2 separate regions of the Mus musculus genome follow, and region 2 is linked to region 1. A link is a contact called in public HiChIP or PLAC-seq data. All regions are on one chromosome and are shown on one strand. The core of a region is the stretch at or near the end of the contact, and the rest is flanking DNA. Distances in the headings are between cores, read along the strand shown. Region 1 holds the start of Ddx47 (DEAD box helicase 47). Region 2 overlaps Gm36897 (predicted gene, 36897).

What was found. HiChIP or PLAC-seq counts read pairs in DNA pulled down with a chosen protein or histone mark.
Region 2: an H3K27ac HiChIP or PLAC-seq map of embryonic stem cells shows a contact between it and region 1, with 3 times the contacts expected there. The contact joins the enhancer-like site here to the promoter of Ddx47 in region 1. A contact is called at or near these places in 5 of 39 promoter capture datasets (the 3T3-L1 cell line, the C10 cell line, embryonic stem cells and 2 more) and 3 of 115 datasets of contacts at active chromatin or transcription factors (astrocytes, embryonic stem cells and pancreatic cancer cells).

What each region holds. Positions count from the first base shown.
Region 1 is chr6:135,009,369-135,013,596 of GRCm38.p6, forward strand. Ddx47 (DEAD box helicase 47) reads left to right here and starts at 2,244. Exons shown (of 12, transcript NM_026360.3): 1 at 2,244-2,360; 2 at 2,934-3,027. The coding sequence starts at 2,274.
Region 2 is chr6:136,468,660-136,472,887 of GRCm38.p6, forward strand. It overlaps Gm36897 (predicted gene, 36897), which reads left to right. Exons shown (of 2, transcript NR_168025.1): 2 at 2,099-2,749. Among named protein-coding and RNA genes, the nearest start is that of Gm36897, 7.1 kb to the left of the region's middle. Within about 2 kb of position 1,767, at least 336 of the 459 cell types and tissues checked have an H3K27ac peak or open chromatin away from gene starts, as enhancers often do. A contact at or near this core is called in astrocytes, embryonic stem cells, liver and 2 more, where this site is marked.

The DNA of each region.
Region 1 (4,228 bases), core at 994-3,493:
GCCAGCCAACCGTGTGCTATGACTGTCTGGTAGAATCCATGTTGGGATGGCCTATTTTATACAGAAGGCGCTTTCCTTTTTTTAACTTGGAGTGAAATGTAAGAAAAACAAACAAACCAAACCAAAGGACGCAGACTATTCTTCAGGAATGTGCGGAGAAAAAAACCCATCACTTTCTAAAGCAGTGGTTCTCAACCCTATGTCTCTGGGTTGAACGACCTTCTCACAGGGGTCACGTATCAGATATCCTGCATATCAGATATCCTGCATATCAGATATCCTGCATATCAGATATCCTGCATATCAGATATCCTGCATATCAGATATTTACAATTCATAACAGTAGTGAAATTACAGTTATGAAGTAGCAATGAAATAGTTTTATGTTTTGGGGTTACCACAACAGGAGGAACTGTATTAAAGGGTCGTAGCATCAGGAAGGCTGAGAACCACTGATAAAGAAACAGTCAGAGAAATCCCTCTGGTCTGCCATGGTTTCCAACCCCAACGCTTTGCTGAGTTTCACTTCACCCAGGTGGCACATACTTAACATCCATTTTGTCTCTAGAGTCAGGGAAACAAAGACCGCCTCTTGTCTCTGAGGCAGTCTCCTTTCCCAGTTTCTTTTCTGAAGACCAGCATCATGGTGAATGAGAGCAATGGTTTTTGTTTGTTTTTCCAGACAGGGTTTTTCTGTATAGCCCTGGGTGTCCTGGAACTCACTCTGTAGACCAGGGTAGCCTTGAACTCAGAGATTTGCCTGCCCCTGCCTCCCAAGCTCTGTGATTAAGGGAGTGTACCACCATAGTCCCCTCCCTTGGCTTTTTCTATTTATTCTTTTATCTTCTGTCATTTTGTTTCTGAATTCCGACTTGTGCATTTTATCTTAATTCCCCTCCCTCCACAGGCAATCATCACAAACCTCTTCAAGTGTAGTTTCTGCTTCTCTGTGTTTTAGTAGAAGGTTGTTACATCCATCCATACACACTTGTAATATAACACACATATAATATATATTTGAAACAGGGTCTTACCAAGTAACCCTGACTGTTCTGGAACTTGCTATGTAGACCGGGCAGGCCTCCACTTCACAGAGATTCACCTGCCTCTGTCTCCTGAGTGATGGGATTAAAGGCATGGGCCACCACTCCCAATCTTAGTTATATTATATTTAAATCTATGGCCTTTCCCACAACAGCCTCAGGACTTGGAGCCCTAAATACTCTTAAGGGTATGTTTGACATGCGCTGCGCACATTTTAACAACACACTCTGCCAGAGAAAGGGATACCACGAAGAAAAGCATAGCAGATTGTCTCTAATGCCTCAGTTTCAGAAAGTGTGCCCCACACATTGAGAATGCCAATGCCTCCCCACTAGGGTACACTTGCAGGCACAGGGCATGTAACATACATTGTACCTCACTAGCTTAAGTGGTGGCAGTTCAGATATCTCACGGGTCTCAGGAATTTTGTATTCACAGATCTGCCAGTTTTTTGTTTGTTTGTTTGTTTTTTCGAGACAGGGTTTCAGAAATCTGCCTGCCTCTGCCTCCCAAGCGCTGGGATTAAAGGCGTGTGCCACCACGCTCGGCTCAGATCTGCCAGTCTTGAATAGGTGTCCCCTGAACTCAGAACGGCCTTTCTGGTATCAGTAAGGTCCCAGCTCAAATATCACTGCCTCAGAGACACCTTCTCAGTCTTGCAGCAATCCTGACAATTCTTTCTCCCAAAGCTTTGCTCCCCTATTTTTATGTAGCACTTTTCATAATTCAAAGTGGCCCATTATTACCTATGTATTGTTTGCCTTCTCTTTGCAGTGGAAGTTGATACTGTCCTGCTCTATCATTAGACACCTAGCACAGTCCAAGCATATGGCAGGCTGTCAGTTGTCAAATATATGAAGTAATGAATAAATAGTATCGTGATGTCCATGTGTTTACATTTCTATAGTTAGAAAAGTGATAAGCCAAAGGGAAGACAGCCAAGGCCCTGGAAGGCCGAAGTTGCAGAATGAAATCCTGCCTCAAGAAACCAATTTAAAAAAATAAAAAATAGGGCAGATACCCAAAGGGCAGCAAGAAGGGATCGTCTCAGTTCCTTAGGCACACAGGCTTCCAGCCATTGCTGTTCTTCCAAGTCCCTCCTGTGTGGGGCGCTGCCACGCCAGACCCGCCAGCAGGAGGCGTTCAGAACCTACACTCTAGGAAAGTAATCGCCTACATTTCCCAGCACGCCTTGCGCCTCGGCCCCACTTCCGGAGCCCACGAGCAAGATGGCGGCGGACGAGGAACCCGATTCCCCCTCTGGAGCCCTTCAGACAGCTGCGGAAGAGGAGGAAACGAAAACATTTAAAGACCTGGTGAGAATGGGTGATGCTGGTATTTATTTTGTGATGTTGGCGTTTAGGCTCACCCAGGGTTTGGGTACTTCATATCCCAGCCGGTGGTGTGTAAAAACACCTTGGGGCCTAGCTCATGCTATCTTCAGGCTGTCAGAAACTCGGGGTCTCTTCACGCTCCCTCGGGTGCATTTGCCTTGTAGGATGCCGCTGGGTCGTGAGAGCCCCCGTTTGTTTTTCTCCCCAGTTACTGTAGAGCCTTATGTTATCTAGGGTCACGCGTGACCTCCTTACAAGAGGCAAGTTGTTATGGTGTGCGCCTCACTTTATACACGTGAGGCACTTGGTAGAATAATAGCTAGCCACTGGTCGGAACTGATTTGACGGGTTAAATGAGATAATACATGCAAAGAGTTGACAGCAGCCCCTGGTGAAGAGAAATTGTCTCAAGGCGCTGTCCCATAGTGTTCATATAAAGCAGGGTCTGAGATGTACAGTTATGTAAAGTGCAAAGGGCTACGTATCACCAGGAGGATGGCTCTGATAAAGGTGAGGATGTATTCTTTGCTAAAGTATGGTTTTCTGAATTCAAAGGGTGTTACGGATGTATTGTGTGAAGCTTGTGACCAGTTGGGATGGGCAAAGCCCACCAAGATCCAGATCGAAGCTATTCCTTTGGCCTTGCAAGGTAGGTTGGAATTAAATATGCAGGCTAGTACAGAGCCAGTGTGGCATTATATTCAGTTTTTGTGTTGCTTCTAAGAGCTATTGCTGTCAAATTCCAAGTGAAATAAAGATATAATCTCTCCCTGGGTATGGCAGGACTACTTGAGTTCTTAACACCGAGGAGGCAGAGACCTTGCTTCAAATAAATATAAAGCCAGGTGTGATCACGGTGGCACAAGCCTGTACCATTTGGGAGGTAGACACTGACGTTAATGAATGGTGGGACGACAGTTTTAAACCCCTAGAGCACTCTACTGTCTGAATTTGCATGGCAGATCCTGACTGTTAGCTCTAAGAGATGAGAATTAAGAATCCATACAATGGACCATCAAGAGACCCATAATTAGCCTCCAAACGATGACACCATTGCATACACTAGCAAGCGTTTGGTGCAAGGACCGTGATATAGCCGTCTCTTGTGAGACTATGCCGGGGCCTAGCAAACACATAGGTGGATGCTCAGAGTCAGCTATTGGATGGATCACAGGACCCCCAATGGAGGAGCTAGAGAAAGTATACAAGGAGCTAAAGAGATCTGCAACCCTGTAGGTGCAACATTATGAACTAACCAGTACCCCGGAGCTCTTGACTCTAGCTGCATATGTATCAAAAGATGCCGTAGTCGGCCATCACTGGAAAGAGAGGCCCACTGGACAGGCAAACTTTATATGCCCCAGTACAGGGGAACGCCAGGGCCAAAAAATGGGAATGGGTGGGTAGGGGAGTGGGGGGGGGAGGGTGTGGGAGGCTTTTGGGATAGCATTGGAAATGTAATTGAGGAAAATACGTAATTAAAAAAAAAAAAGAGGAAAAAAAAAAAAAAGAATCCACCATAAAGCTAGGCGTGGTGGTGCACACCTTTAATCCCAGCACTCCATTGGCAGAGACAGGAGGATTTCTGAGAGTTTGGGGCTAGCCTGGTCTACTAAGCAAGTAGGAAAACACTTTGTCTTTAAGACAAAGAACAAACAAACAACGCCCCCCCCCCAAAAAAAAAACCAGAAAGAAAATCCATCTTGCTTATTCTGTATCTTCCAACACCCTTGATCAGACCTTTCTTGAAGTTATCTTTTCATTTCAACACAGTATTTTACTAGCCTGTCTCTTTAGCTACTGTTTCTTTCCTTTGGCTTTATAATAGCGATTCTATCACCATCCTCTAT
Region 2 (4,228 bases), core at 517-3,016, 1.5 Mb after region 1:
ATGAAATACCAGGCCTGGTGCCGGATCGGTTGCATATCATCGCAGAGAAAGTTCAGAGTCGGGACTCTCTGTTGAGATCCGGTCCACATTTTCCCTCCTGCTGCTTCTGACTGTAGCTGGTGAGGGAAAAAGGGCCCCAGGATATCAGTTTTCAGAGAGCTGGCCAAGGCCTTGGGGGGAGGGGAGGACTTTGCGGCCTGGTTTATTGCCTGTGCTGGAGAGTGGGGGCGGGGAGGGAGGTAGGAGGGTCTGAAACACTGAGAGGAGCACTTCACACCCTGCATGCAGTTCACACCATTTTCCAACACCTATGTTTGCATATCTTTGCAAAGCACAAAACACACAACCCCCCCATGCCTATGGTACACCCGGCTAACAATTGGATGACAACATCTTCTGCCCCAGGCGTTGACAATGCATGTGCCCAGTTGGGCCAAAGTGCTCTCCTTCTGTGTCCCCAAATACACACATGCTGTACACACCTCAACTCAAAGCAACAGCAATCTCAGACGACACTGGAATGATGGTTAAGTCTTTGACCGGCTCCCCTCCCCCAGCTGGTTGTCCAGCAGCCCCCAGGGTGAGCGACTCCAGGAGCAGCTGCCACCCAGTTGAACCGGATGTCGTCCAGTGTGCACTTCCTAAGGCCACACAGGGGTCAGAGGATTCCCAGACAGCTACCACCCCTCCACCTTAAAAATCTCCCAGGACTTTGAGGAGTTCTAGAACCTAGACAAAGCCCAGGTCAGTCTCGTTTGGAAAGGAGGAGGAGGAGTGTGGAACCTCTCCTCTTGAATGTCCCCAAATGGTTGGAATCTTTCAGGGTCAGCAAGGGAGCACCTGGAGTCTTAGAAGCCAGTCTGCTCTGGGAATGGGGGAGGGGAGTTCCTTTGGTGTGTCTGTGGGTGTTGAGACGTTGAGGGAGAAGACTGGGAGACCCAGGGCTGAAATGTCGACATGCCATTCCTTCTGTTACTCTTAGACATCTGGAGAGACGGTTGGAACCCAGCCTACTTTGCATTATTTATGTGTGACCTTTGAAGCAGGGGACGCTTGTTACTGGCAGGCATTCTCTATCTGTTGCTTATTGCACAAGTATTGACTAAGTCCTTACATAGAAATGGCAGTATCAAGTGCGCCGGTATGGACCCTATTTGTTTGTATGGTTGTTGCTTGGCAAAGAGGTGGCTGACTTTACGGAGAGCAGCACTTTTATGTGACGATGTAGTAACCCACAAAAGAGATTAGCAGGAGAAATCATTAGAAGCCCCACACAGTACCATGCATTTCATATCTTACATGAGCCTAGCCACTGTACATCCCTGAGAGCGAACGGCATTGCTGTTCCCATTTTAGAGATGAGAAAAATAAAGTTCGAAAGGATCAGGTAGTGTTACTGATCTATAAAACCTGTCAGAGAAAGATATTGGCTCCAAAATCCGTTCTTTTAACCTGACTCTATGCCGCCATCATGGTGTCAAATGCTTGCCAGCATTTCTAAAGCGCCTACTGTGTGACAACCTACTCTGGGTGGAAGACACGGTCCTGGTGACGCTGATGAGAAGATGGTCCCTGCCTTCAGCAAGCTTTCAATCTACTGACTTTTGTTCCAAGAAAATCTCGGGCCTGGCAAGCGCAGGGCTTTATTTTCGGACTCAAAGGCCATCTGGGAAACTTGAACTTCCCAGCATTCCCGTGCAGTGCTGGGTGTGGGGAGGCCTGGAAACCGGGAGTGACCTGGTAACAGCAGGCACCAGACAGGCTAACAGCCTGGCTGCCTGGAAATGGGCAGGGCCTGGCCCGGGGAGCTGTAGCCATGGCAACCCAGCCTGTTTCCAGAACAATGTCTCCAGCCAGGGAAACAGCTCCCGGAGCCTCCCCCTATATAATCCCCAGAGCAGACTGGAGGCACAAAGGACTTCATTCTAGTGTGGCTCTCCACCCTAAGCCAGAACAAAGCCTGCCATTTGTTGCCTGGGCCCTGTCTTTGTGTTGCGCTTGTGACAACATCCACAAAGCACAGCAAATTCCTTCCTTTCCGCTACCTCTTTCATTTATATCGTATTTATTGTAATTTTCCTTTATCCCCATTTTACAGATGCAAGATCTACAGCGTGAAGGAGCTTGATAGCTAAAGCGAACCTTTAAAACCCAGAGGCCTTTCAGGTTTGCCTGTTTTGTGACAGGGCTCTCCAGACACAGTGAAGAGAGGTCCTGTCCACGGCCCGGACACGGTGGCACTTGGAGACTGGCCCTGGACTCGCCCAGGCCGGCTCTCTGGAGATTGAGGTTCGCCCCGCCCCCACGCTGCAGCTCGCCCCTCCCCCACACCACGCCCGCCCCTCCCCCACGCCGCAACCGCAGTCTGGGCCGGAAGAGGAATGCGAATGCAGAAGGCACGCCCGCCCCGCCCTGCAGGCCTCCGCAGCAGCTGGTTCAGAAACTCAGCCTCACAACCTTGAAAAAAAAGACAGCCAGCCGGCGCCTGTGCTGGTCCAGGCCACCCAATGGTTACTTCCTGTGCACTGAAGGTTGTCAACCACCCATGCAGAGTGTAACCTCCCTGAAACCGAGCACAGGGGACAGCCTCCACCCTCAACACCAATAACCCGACAGATAGATGGAAGTGTAATATAAGGACGGGAGAGATGTTAAGGTCTAAGCTCACAATCAAAAACATAACTATAATTATCCAGAAATGTCTACATTTATAAGTAATATAAATATTTAAATTATGTCCCTCCCAAAAGAAATGAGACTTCTAATACTTTATTGTACACTTTTAGCCCCAACACTTGAGAGACAGAGGCAGGCAGAGTGTAAAGGCCTCCCTGGACTACCAAGTGAGTTCCAAGACAGTCAGGGCGGCACAAAGAAATCCTGTCTCAAAAAAGAAAAAAAAGAAAAAACTTGCCCTAAAAAATCGGTGATAGCTCACACACATAATCCCAGCACTCAGATGCTAAATCAGGAGGATTGTCAAGAGTACCCGGCCAGCCTAGGTTGTATAGCAGGATTCTGTCTCAAACACACCTTTCTGCCGCAGAAAAACATGAAAGGAAAATAACTGTTGTTCCCCCTGGAACTCGTACAAGGTTTCAAACAATATTTTCCACCCAGTCGTTAAGAGGTTTCTTTGCTCAAGGGTAACTTATCAGTAAGAACTGTCTCCACCCAGCCCCAGAGGAACAATTGGGAATCACTGCCTTAGAGCCCTCAGAAGGCTTTCTTTCCCCAAGCGTTGAGACTAAATTAAGGGTCCACACTTGGGATAGTCCTTATTTAGAGGCTGACAAAAGAAGAGAGGGAGAAAGGGAGGGAGGGGAGGAGGGAGGGAGAGAGACAGAGAGAGAGAGAGACAGAGAGAGAGAGAGAGAGAGAGAGAGAGAGAGAGAGAGAGAGAGAGAGAGAGAGAGAGAGAGAGAGAGAGAACAGAGCTAAAGGCCAGCCAGAGGCTCTACACGGAGTCCGAGGTCAGCCTGTACTGAACAACTAAGCCTTGGTCTTTTGGTTTTTTTTTTTTTGTTGTTTTTTGTTTTTTTTGCACCCCCTACAGTTCCACTTCAACAGATAGTTTACTTTCCTTCATGTTTGTAAATGCGTGTTTAGGAGTAACCTTTATTCTTCCTTAAACTCAAAGATCTTAAGTAAGCTGGGGGGGGGGGGAGAAGATACCAACTTTCAAACATTATCTGATATAAGCCAAGGATTTTCCCCCTGAGGCGGGGAGGAGAGAGTGCTGGCTAAGGGCCTCAGGACTCTGGTACCTGCTAGGCCATCACTCCACTTCTGAGCTTCAACTCCAGCCTAGAAATGGATCTTCACGGTGAAGTGTAGAAGGCTACTATCTATCATATTGGTAGATGTTATAATAAACTGACATCATTGTTCCCCAGGTTTGATCCCTATAACACCGTGTATGCAGTCAGCAGTCAGCCAAGCACCATGGTACTAATTACTGTGCTGGGCTTGTGGGTTTAGCAAGTACAACACAAAGTGGAGCGTACTTTCAAAGAGCCAGCACCGTGTAAAATGGACATGACGGTGGAGGCCGGCCACACTGCATTCTCCAAGTGGACATAGAGGAATCTCGAGAGTCCAGGGGCATCTTCAGCTACTTAGTGAGATTGAGCAGCCTGGGCTACATGGTTCAGGTCCAGTAGTGACTAAGGCAGATCTTTACACGTTGTCCTTTGCAGAGTTAATTTGTTTCTGTTCCCTTGGTCCC